Linked DNA regions of Zea mays: region 1 is linked to region 2. A link is a contact called in public Hi-C data. All regions are on one chromosome and are shown on one strand. Each heading gives the region's core, a stretch centred on a gene start, on an enhancer-like site or on the middle of the called end of the contact. The rest is flanking DNA. Distances are from core to core; before and after follow the strand shown.

Region 1 (5,537 bases), core at 2,190-4,689, 140 kb after region 2:
CAACATTAACAGCCACATCCTCAGGGATTTTGACCTCAGGAATGTTCGGTGGGGACCTGAAAATCAGCAGTGCCATAAATTGAAGAAGTAATAAAATTTTGCTCGTGTCGTGGCAATCAGAGCAGGCCCTGTTTCAGAACCAGTTCGGTTTCATTTGAACATCAGGAATCCCAGAAGCTCACTTGTTGATGAAAGTGGAGGCATTGGACCACAGGAAGAGGATGGCCAGCGAGAGGATGAGACAGTGGCACACCAAGGTGAGGAGATGGTACTCCATGACCTCGAATAGGAGCCAGATGGCCGTGGCACCAGCAAGTACCCCGCCAGAGATCTTCCTGTTCCTCCATAGGATAAGATCGGCAGCTGCAAGCACATTTGTGAAGAAATAACCGCATCAGCCCAAACATCTGTAATTTCCTTAGAGCAACTCCAGTGGTTCTCTAAAATACTTTCTAAATCAATAATTTAGGTAGCTAACATAAAACTCCTCTCCAATAGTTCTCTAAATTAACTTCTAAATTTAGCCACTTCTCATCTAACCTCATTTCCTCTCTACATTTGGCAACCATTTATGTAGGTAACGAAGATAATTGCTGACATTTGTGACTTATTTTTTTAATGTGGATAGATACAAAACAAAACTACAACATATTTTTAGAGAACTATTGGAGAACTCACATTTGTTTACTCCCAAAGTTATTTAGTTATTTAGGAACTTCTTAAATCTGTGATTTAGAGAGCTAAAATTTACATAACTATTGGAGTTGCTCTTATTATGAAACCAGCTCCAAAAAGTGGCTTATGAGCCTATCCACGTCGTCCATTAATCTTTCGACCATAGGATCGGATTCCAAAGGCTACACGAGTGTTCTCGCGCACCAGGGGCCAGGCGGCCTCCTCATGCTAGATAAATCGCGACGCTTCCAGAGGATACATCTCCCTCTCGGTTGCCGGGGCGGCACTATCCATGGTGAAGAGGATGTCGACCGCGATGGCTACAACGACGACGATGGAGCAGCTTGACGCTCCCAACAGATGCGAGCCATTCTCCTCCTCCCTACGTCCTTTCCCCCTCCCTGACGCCACAACCGTGCCTGCTCCGGCCGAATCTAAAGGTGTCGGGATCCCCAATCCTTCCCCTCCTCTCCCCCTCTCCACAACACCGCAACTGTGCTCGCATCACCATCCCCTCCCCTGTCTCTTCGCCAGGAATCCCATCCTCACCCCCAATGCCACAGTTCTGCTCGCGTTGGCCGGATCTGGGAATGAGGAACCCACGGTTCCACGACCTCCTCTCCGTGGAAGCCTAAAAGGCATCACCCCCATAAGCGAGAGGAAGAAGACACATTCCTATATATTCTCTCAGTCTGTCCGCTGCTGTCTAGAAACATCATGTAATGAGGCTGGGGAACGATCCCACGGAGTGCCCCCGTGTCCGTCACCTCGGTTCGGCAGAGGCCAGCCACCACGGCTCGCTAGGACTAGGCCGACCTAGATGAGATGCAGTGATCTGATGGGAGGGATGGGTGAGCAAGAATTGGTACGGTAACCGGGAGCCAATCTTGATTTATTCCTTATGTCATGAACTCCTTTTATTTACACCCACACTTTCTAACTTTCATACAATGATTCGTATATTTAAAACAGGGCTAACTTATGTGCTCATGCTTTACGAACCCTAGCATATGTCGCAAAAAATCACCTAAAGTAAGAACTAACTCTGCAGCCTCTTGAAGCTCTAGATTTCAATTCTTATGGCCTAAGAAGCGTTTTTTATTTCATAATATAAGCTTTCACAACAATCAAATTGTTGGAGTCAGATTCTATAAATACCCAACATTTACTAACCTACATTTTTTTCAGCTGGTGCCATGACCATCACATAATGTTGATGAGCTTTTGCTTCCAAGTTGCTGATTGCATGTGGATTACCATGCATGGCTATTTGCTATTTGGTTGTCCCGGCCTTTCTTAGGATCTATTGGATGTAGTACATATTATCATTATTTAGCTAATATTTGCTAACTACTGCCTAGCAGAGTGGATAGTAGGTTGTGGAGTTCAGATCCATAACTAATGGATTAATTAATAAGTGGAGAGTAATGTTCCTGTTAGCCCCCATTATTTGGGTAGATAGTAAGATAATGGGGATTTAGAAACAATCTAAAGTTTATTCCCATCTGTTATCTAGACCTATTTATATCCATATAGCTAAAGTTTAGCATATTGCTACATCCTCATTATTAGTTTCGAGCCAAACATGTACTGATTGTATAATTTAAATGTTTATAGGAGTAACTAATTTGTTTTAGCTTTGCTATTTTACGAGTGTCAGGATGCTTAACTATTTCATACTTGCTTTGTAGGAATGTTCGATGCCGACAACATCTTGCTCTACCAGAAGGTACCAGATCCAAATCAAGAACCAAAATTTAGGAAAAAAATACGAACTGCAACCTTATCCGTCATCTTTAGTAATTCATGTGTTTATCTTATTTGCACCAAGAACTATGCTGGAGGCTATAAAACTATGAACGTTATTTGTGACATGTAAATAATACTAGCTTGTACATGCATCTAAATGCATATACGAAACACAATGCACCTTTTGTTTGCATTCCATGTAAATTATAAATTAAATCCAAACATTGCAAAATTACAAAACACACACACAACACCACGCGCGCATGGGCGCGCGCAAGACAGTAGTAAACAAGTGAACAGCCAACTAAACATTCCAGATCCGTTCCCAAGTCGAGATCGAACAGCGCGTGTTAGGGTTTAAGGGTGAGGACAAGCTGCCGCCGCTGACCGCTATAGCTGATCAAGTCAAAGGGAAATCGTCGAGTTACTTAGCAAATACGCTACAGATGCCAAAACCACGGTCCAAGCACTTTCCAGTTTCAAATAAAAAGGCAGCTTATTAACGAAGTGACGAACTATTTTGCACCAGTCCAAGGTAGCACCGCCCAAGCACAGATATAACTAGATCGGATCGGATCTAAAAAAAACAGGAACGAATCGGGTATACAAATCGTGGGGTCTTACGCTTGCCGCCGCCGAGGACGGAGTGGACGGGCCTCTCCCGGCCGAAAAGGCGGTAGATCTTGGCCTTCATGGCTTCCGCCGCCGACGCCAACGAGGACCCCTTCTTCTCGTCGTCCGAGTCAGACGACGACGACGACGAGTCCCCGCCGTGGAACTTCTCGGTGATCTTGTCCATCACAGACTCCGGCACAGGCTCCTCCTTGTGGTCGGCCATGCTCTCTCTCTCTCCTCCGCCGCTGCTCGGACGAGAAATCACAGTAGCAAGCTTGTTTGCCCCTCTCGTTGCTGCGCGGTGTGCTCACCCAAAGACGCCGTGTGCGTGAAGCGTAGCCAAGTCGTTTTATAAACGGCGATGGATGCGATCCTGACCGTCGAACTACGTTTGCACGGGCGCCCGCCGTTGGAACACCGTGGCTCGTTTTGTCCGCGCAAGTAGGGTGTCCCCACGGAAAGGGATCCCGCCGCCTACCCCTTCGCTAACGGTGAATCAAGGCGCCAGGCACAGATTCAGGCCCACCGGCAGTGACACTAACACCACACATGAGGGTGCAGAAATGGGGTAGTACTTGAATTGGGAAGCACGAACGCGTGGACAAGGAGGCGCCGCGGCGTCGGGCACGTCGTCGGGGAACGGGGACCCAGGGCAAGCAAAGCAAGTCAGGAGGGCGGTGGAGATCGCGAGGAAAGCGGCAGCGACCATTCTACACGTGGCGCGAAGGGGCCCTTGGACGGCATCCAACGGCGTGGAGCGGCTGGTGGACTGTAGGCGGAGGGCGGTCTGGGAAAAGAAGATGGTCGAAGAGAAGTTTCGCGAAGCAATCACGGCCACGGGGTTTGAATTCGGCAAGACCGACCAGGCGCCAATACTTGGTGGCCAAGCTCCTTCTAGGTGACCCTTTCTAATTTAATTAAAGATTTACGATAACGTATGCAACTGTTGTGCCAGCCTCGACGCCTTGTCGGCCACTCGCATGCCTCGCGTATGGCTCTCCATCTATATCTATAACTGTTTGAGCCATAAGGCTTAACTAAAATTACTCGCTAAATTTTAGTCACCGTCTATTTAGAAGAAGTGACTAACAGACATTAATAAAATTATAATCATAAATGTTGGGCGGGCGTGGGGACTAAACAAGTGGGGGACCAACTACTTGAAATATTGTTTAGAACAAGTGACAGGAATGGGGGACCTGCTACAGCACGCGCTAGGTGCAGGTGTGGATGTAGGGACCAGGTATAAAGCATGGGTTTTAGTCATTTTTAGCTACTCCTTGAAAGCTAAAGGAGCTAACACATTTTAGTTACTTTTAATCCTTTGTGTTTGGAAGTTTAGCTTTTAAACCGACTAAACTTTAGTCATTTTGCTTTAGTAGTATGAATCCAAACATGTTCTAAGAGTGTAAAGTCAGCGTCCACAGCTCTGCCCTGCCCGCCTGCTCCCCCCCCCCCCCCCCCCCCCGCCCATGTTGCACGCCCCGTCCCCCGTCTCGATGCCCACCCCTATCTCGTTGTGGTCGATCTCTATTTTCTCTCCCTCCTCCTAGTCACGCTGGCTCAGCGAACCACTGCTCGTCTATCGCTCCATGCCTCCCGCTGGTCGATCCGCCCAACATGTCTAGCAACCTCTGTTACACCGCCTCCGGCGACCACGGGAGCCCGTCGAGGAGGACAGGGGAGATCTTGCTCGATCTGAGGATGCAGGGAGGCATGCTGATGACCTCCTCCTCACTTGATCAGTGCTCGGTTCGGACCCCCTCTGCCGCCCTAGCCCTGAACCCTAGGTTTGCTACTCTCATCGGAAAACCTCAATCCCTGGCGCTCATATCACAAACCCAGATCTAGCTTTCAATAATCTTGCTAATTGAGCTAAGTACTTGCATCCATCTCCTTTATTTCATTTTGCTTGATCGAGGCTCTGCCTTTCCAAAACATGTATGTTGTGATTATGGATATTTTCCTCCCTTTTTCCTAAAGGATGAAGGAAAAATAATTCTAGATTTGCTATACAAAATACTCTTGTTCAATTTCACAAACTAGCGATCATGATTACTTAATTTTTTAGCTCCCTGATGTATTGTTTTCAAAATAGATTTACTATTTATGATGGTTTTGGCAAATATATTGATACCCTACGAAATGTAGTGCTAAAAATGCATGTTATCTTTTATTTTACTTAAATACATGACATTTGTGTTTGTATTCTGCAAAGACAAAATTAAGAAGAATCATATATCATGTTTCTTCAACTGGGTGAATGTATCCTCTTAGCAGTGCAAGTGATGTTGACATGTACGACATGCAATTGAGCCCCAATATGTGAAACGTAGCGATTTAAAAGGGCGATGATGCTCAACCTTATTTGGAATTGCATGTCACTGAGAACAAATAGGCTCATGCGCTTCTGCAAGCCTGTTTACTCATGCCTATGATGGTCATTTAGATGCATGACAACTGGCTACAGTCAAATTAGGATGACTAAATTGGGCAGC
Region 2 (5,825 bases), core at 2,557-5,056:
TTTATTTTGGTGGCAAGTAACAAATCAGAGACAACAGTTGTTAAAGTAAAAGCTCAGGCTTAACGTATGAGCTGCAAAATAGAACACCAGAGCTGCTTAGGACCTGTTTGGCTGTTTCTCACTGACGACATCATACAGCATGTCTCTCACATGAAACTATTAGCTAACTAAATGTTAGATAGGCATCAGCCTACCTTCAGCACATAAACAACCTATAGCGGTCTTGTGCCAATAAAAATTGACCAAGATGTGGACTTTCTTTCATCTTGTTTACCAGTAGTCTTTGCAAGAACACACACCATTTTCGAAGTGGTGGAACCTCTTTGCATCCCTTGCAATGATCTGACGTCCAACAAGTTTTGAGATTATCTTGAAAGCCGTGTGACAATCCCCACAGGATCGAAGATTCTTTATAACCCGAATAGGTGAGCGGGGAGCACTTGTTATAAGACCGTAACTGATAGCCAGCCTCTCACTGTGAGCCAGTAAAGCATCCTCTTTGGTTTCTTGATCAACATCGTGAAGAACAAATCGAGTGTCAGCAATATACCCAGCTTCCTTCATGTGAGCCAACAAATACCTCAGCTCTTCATAGATCTTAGGAGTGTCAGGGTGAGATCGGTCGCCAGCTCTGTATTCATGGACCTTGCTCCGAGCTTCGGCGACACTTGCCTTTTTCCTTTCCTTTTCCTTTGCAAGATCTGACACATCGACAGGGAACAGACCCATTTTAGACTGTTCATTCAGCCTAGAAGAATCCAAGCACTCTATGATCTGAGCACAACGATCTCCAAGCTCTAAAAAGCCATTAAGTCGACACATGTTCATCAAATTTTCCCATACCTCAATGCTTGGTTCCACAGGCATCCGTTCCACGAATTCATAAGCCTCGACAATGTAGCCAGACTGTCCAAGCATAGTAACAATGCTTGCATAATGCTCTGTAGTGGGATGTATGCCAAAATCTTTCTGCATGGATTCAAAATGCAACATTCCTTCATTAACAGATCCCAAAATTCCACATGCCAAGAAAACATGTCTGAACATGCCATGATCTGGCTTGTCCCCTGTCTGCTTAAACCGTTCAAAAAAATCTATTGCTTCTTCACCAAGAACATTGTGCACAAAACCTGAGATCATAGTGTTCCAAGAAGTCAAATTATGATGATCCATAGAACTGAAAATCTTCTTTGCATCTTCCATAGAACCACACCTAGCATACATCTCCATAATTTTGTTTTGAAAATCTGTGTCAACAGTAAGTGATGATTCAGATATTTGACTATGTATTAATCTTGCTTCTGAAAGGGCAGTTGCATCACCACATGCTTGCATCAATCTGAAGTACTGAGGAGCATGTAGCACAATTCTGTTTTCCTTTAGCATAGCCAAAACTTCCAGAGCTTCTTTTACATTGCCATCATCACAAAACTTCTCCAGTTCTTCAACAGTACATTTGTGTTTGCTGCCAGCTTCACTAGGTACTTCGTAAGGCGATCCAACATTTGAAGGGTTGCCTTGTAGTGACTGATGATATTTGCCATATTCATGAGGTGCACTATTTACATGGTTCCCAAATGATCCAGCAGATTGTGCATGTGAATGTTTTTCTTGATGAACTCCATGAGAGAGGCGTTGCACATCTGTATTTAGGTACATGGAATATCCTTGAGAAGTACTATGTGTATCAGCCTGCCTAGTGAAATAAGGGCTTTGATATGCCTGCGAAGCATTATATCCAAAATTACTATTGTTGCCTTGCTGAAACCCTGCAACATGCTCCTTACGGGAATGAGTTGGATTTACATATTGAGAGGGATGATGCCCAGATCTATCTGGATAACTTCCCCCAGATCTATGATCAACATATTGCTGTTTCTGAACTCGCTGGCTATTTCCAACTGGGTTCGGACATGGTTGTCCTGAAGGACCATATCCATACTGCCCATTATTAGCTCCCTCTCCTTCATAAATCTTCTGCTTACTTTGGGTGTAGTATCCAGAGCTATATGTACTATTAGCTTCTGTGCCATTGTACTGTTGACGATCATTTGAAAAATGTCCATCAAGGCCTTGCTGGCTGTATGGACCACTACCTCTATAAGGTTGTGATGCATTGTATCTCTCATTATTCGCTCTTGTACCAGTATATGGCTGATGATTGTTTTGAAAGCCATATGATCCACCACTTCTGTAATGTTGCTCAGAACTGCCACCAACACCATCCACACCCTTATTTTTGTGAGTACCTGTTGTGGAACCAGCTGAAGTGACATCTCTCTGAAGTTGGAGATTAGAGCCGTTCCAACGGGAGTCAGTGTAGCTACCTGCTTTGTTTTGTCCCCACTCACGCTGATAATCTTCATCAGTCCTTTCAGATGCAAAGGTACCAGCCCCTCGATGTGGAACCCAAGACTGTAGACAAACTCTTTCAGCTGGAAGCCTGCAAGATAAAAGAACCATGCTTTTAGGATGACCCTGAATTGAAAATTTTCAGGTGCAATGTCACTCCTAACAGGTAAGTGTTTTTTCCATTTTGAAAAGTAACAAGCAACATCCTAGTGAACAGAAACACGAATTAGAATTACTGTGAGTCTATGCCAAGGTCCAAGGAATAATTCATGTTCTAATCAGGCAAAAATGACTAGAAATTTCCTTCCCAGAATAATTGGCTACCTTTTGTTTTTAAAAAGTTATATTCTGTTCTGTTCTTAGCAACTGGGAACAATTTACAGAGAACCAAATCGCTTGAGAAGATCTCCAAACTCTAGCCTAGAACAAAAAGATTAGCAACAAGGAATAGCATCGCGTCATATGAATCAACGAGTCAGCACCGAGGCAGTGGCACAGTACCTGAGTGGCGAATCCATGGGCCGGTAGAGGGGAGCTGGCGCGGCCGACGCCGCGATGGTGCCGCGAGGAGAGAACCGAGCGGCCAAGAGCGCCCTACGCGCTCCAACCATTGCAGCCATCTCCCACCCTCTCCCTCTGCACCTCCCTGGGGGCTCGCTTCCTCCCCTTTCTCTTCGTCGCTTAAACCCTCACGAAGGCGAAGCGGCGGCTGCTCCCGGCCGCCAAGCAGATGCGCTGCCTCAGGCAGGCCGTGCGTCGCGTCGCGTCACTCGCGTGGCTATGGAATGGGTTGCTGCGGTGCCGTCGTGGGTTTGGTGTGGTATCGGGTTGGATAACATAGCTCTGGTCAGTGTGATTGGGCCGGCTCAATGAAATTATTGGTTGGGCTCACCCGTCTCGCGGCATCGTAAGATTGCTCCGCTCACCCGTCTCACCACAACACCGAAGCAGCCGAGAACCGGACCCCGCAAGGCCGCAACAGCAAGGGCAGCACTGCCGAAACCGCAGGCCGCAGCACTCGAGAGCGCAGCCAGGCGGCGGCGCTCCGCCTCCGACTCCACACCAGGCCGCTGCGTCCATGGACCCCTCCCCGCAGTCGACGCCGCCCACCGGAGACGACCCGGCAGCGGCGGCGGATCCCGACCTACCGAGGCTCACGGTGACGCAGGTGGAGCAGATGAAGGTGGAGGCCAGGGTTGGCGACATCTACCGCTCCCTCTTCGGGGCCGCGCCCAACACGAAATCCATCATGTGAGCATCCCTAAGCACACGCTAGTTTTCTCACTTCTATTTGAGTATATCCCCTGGCTGCCGACAGCCGGCAGTGCTTGGCGGGTCTCAACGCATGGATTTAGTTTGGATATTGGAGTATTTGATACGCTGTAGCTTGAAAAATAGCTAGTCCTCTGATAACTTTGCCCGTGGCACCAGATAGTTCAGTGCAGGGTTTCTGATTTGGTGCGTACAGAAGCTTAGTACTGCTAGTTATGTATTGTTGGATAGCGTCTTAGACACAAACACTTGAATGTGAGTTGATATTAGGGTGTGGGTCCACTGTCTCCTCATCAGCCTTTTGTTGTCGAGTTGTTTTCTGTGCAGGCTAGAGCTGTGGCGTGATCAGCATATCGAGTATCTGACGCCTGGGCTGAGGCATATGGGACCAGCCTTTCATGTTCTAGATGCCAAGTAATGATTGTGCATGGTTAAGTTATCTTTGCAATATCCTGTTTGATTGTGACACTAATGCATATTTGTTCTGGTATTGCTTTTAATTGGTTTCAGTCGCCCTTGGCTATGCTACTGGATGGTTCATCCACTTGCTTTGCTGGATGAAGCACTTGATGATGATCTTGAGAATGATATCATAGACTTCTTAGCTCGATGTCAGGATAAAGATGGTGGATATAGTGGTGGACCTGGACAGGTTGCTCCAATCCCAAAATCTTTTGAGCTAGATAATATCTTTGATTTTGCTATTAGCATTGATTTTTTTTCTAAATAAGATCTTCGATTTATGTAGTGCATGCATTAGCCTTGGATATGTCCAATGAATCGCCGAGGACATATATGTTTGTTGTTTCACATTAAATCCTTCTTTAGCTCACCTGGTTGTAATTGTAGCATTTTTAGTTGATATTAGCATGTCCATGTAACAAACAAAATATCTGCCGGTGGTGGTGGGTACTATGCTTTTGATTTGTATACTCAAGGCTATCTTTTTAGATAGCAAAGCTAAATTATTGGGTGCTTTAAATTAGCCTTCTCATTCAATTAGCATTACTTATGAACCAGAAATCTTGTTTGTTATTGATTTATGAAGTCTGTTTGAGTTCATTTATGTTGAGTTTGAGTCATTCAAGAGGGTAAATTATAGATTGTTTTTATACAAAGTCCACGTCCTTTGCAGTTGCCTCACCTAGCTACGACTTATGCTGCTGTAAATACACTTGTGACAATAGGGAGCGAAAGAGCATTGTCATCAATCAATAGGTAAATCTCATGGTTGCTCTAAAACAAGATCTACAAGAGTCATTTTGTTAATTATGTTTACCTTGTGGGTCAGGGGCAACCTGTACAATTTTATGCTGCAGATGAAAGATGTATCAGGTGCTTTCAGGTACGCAACCTATCAGCGTGGATAATGTACAGATACCACTTTCTCAGTTGTAGCCCTTCAGAGGTGATGCCTGCCACTCATTTTTTCCTTTGCCCTAGAATGCATGATGGTGGCGAAATTGATGTCCGTGCTTCCTACACCGCTATATCGGTGAGTTTCTTTTGGTCCTTTGCAATTTTTCTGCAGTTACTTGATATTTTCTGATGTTGACTTTAGGTTGCCAGCCTTGTGAATATTCTTGATTTTAAACTGGCAAAAGGTGTAGGCGACTACATAGCAAGGTTTTGTTTGTGTTATATACATTCAATTTTTTCCAGTTGCAAAATTGTTGCTTGGTCACAGTTCTTTTCTAGAATGTTGCTCAATTGATATACTATATGACTGCAGATGTCAAACTTATGAAGGTGGTATTGCTGGGGAGCCTTATGCTGAAGCACATGGTGGGTATGTTTCTAAGGATTTCTGTGAAGTTTGAAATTTATATGTTAAGAACATTAACAAAGTTGCATTCATAAGGTATACATTCTGTGGATTGGCTGCTTTGATCCTGCTTAATGAGGCAGAGAAAGTTGACTTGCCTAGTTTGATTGTAAGATAACCTCTTCCTCCCTTAGTTTATTTAATTTACTTCTATAATTATGATGTGTTTATGTGTATTAGATCATTAAGTTATTTTTTAGCTCCTTGGTGAAAGTGCATGACAAGTAGTAGATACTTGTGTGTTTGGCTGATGCAACAATTGTTTTTGTTACAATATTTGGCGTTGTTGCTGGCATCTTCACCATTTAGGGCTGGGTGGCTTTTCGTCAAGGAGTGGAATGCGGATTTCAAGGACGAACTAATAAATTGGTTGATG

Evidence for each region. Hi-C and Micro-C count contacts between places; a contact is called where the count stands out from the background.
Region 1: a contact with region 2 is called in a Hi-C map of tassel, with 2.2 times the contacts expected there. The contact joins the promoter of LOC100283279 here to the promoter of LOC103651234 in region 2. A contact is called at or near these places in 3 of 25 Hi-C or Micro-C datasets (ear, leaf and tassel).

The regions. Positions count from the first base shown.
Region 1 is chr3:205,354,813-205,360,349 of Zm-B73-REFERENCE-NAM-5.0, forward strand. LOC100283279 (dehydrin6) reads right to left here and starts at 3,440. Exons shown (of 5, transcript NM_001156181.2): 1 at 3,049-3,440; 2 at 183-363; 3 at 1-56. The coding sequence starts at 3,262. LOC109944883 (a long non-coding RNA gene) reads left to right here and starts at 4,454. Exons shown (of 4, transcript XR_002750313.2): 1 at 4,454-4,829.
Region 2 is chr3:205,214,502-205,220,326 of Zm-B73-REFERENCE-NAM-5.0, forward strand. It overlaps LOC103651234 (pentatricopeptide repeat-containing protein At4g32450, mitochondrial), which reads right to left and starts at 3,807. Exons shown (of 2, transcript XM_008676853.4): 1 at 2,854-3,807; 2 at 1-2,443. The coding sequence starts at 2,972. The coding sequence ends at 271. It overlaps LOC100272584, which reads left to right and starts at 3,370. Exons shown (of 13, transcript NM_001147047.1): 1 at 3,370-3,603; 2 at 3,952-4,038; 3 at 4,135-4,276; 4 at 4,760-4,842; 5 at 4,916-4,969; 6 at 5,068-5,119; 7 at 5,186-5,250; 8 at 5,357-5,413; 9 at 5,486-5,558; 10 at 5,759-5,825. The coding sequence starts at 3,431.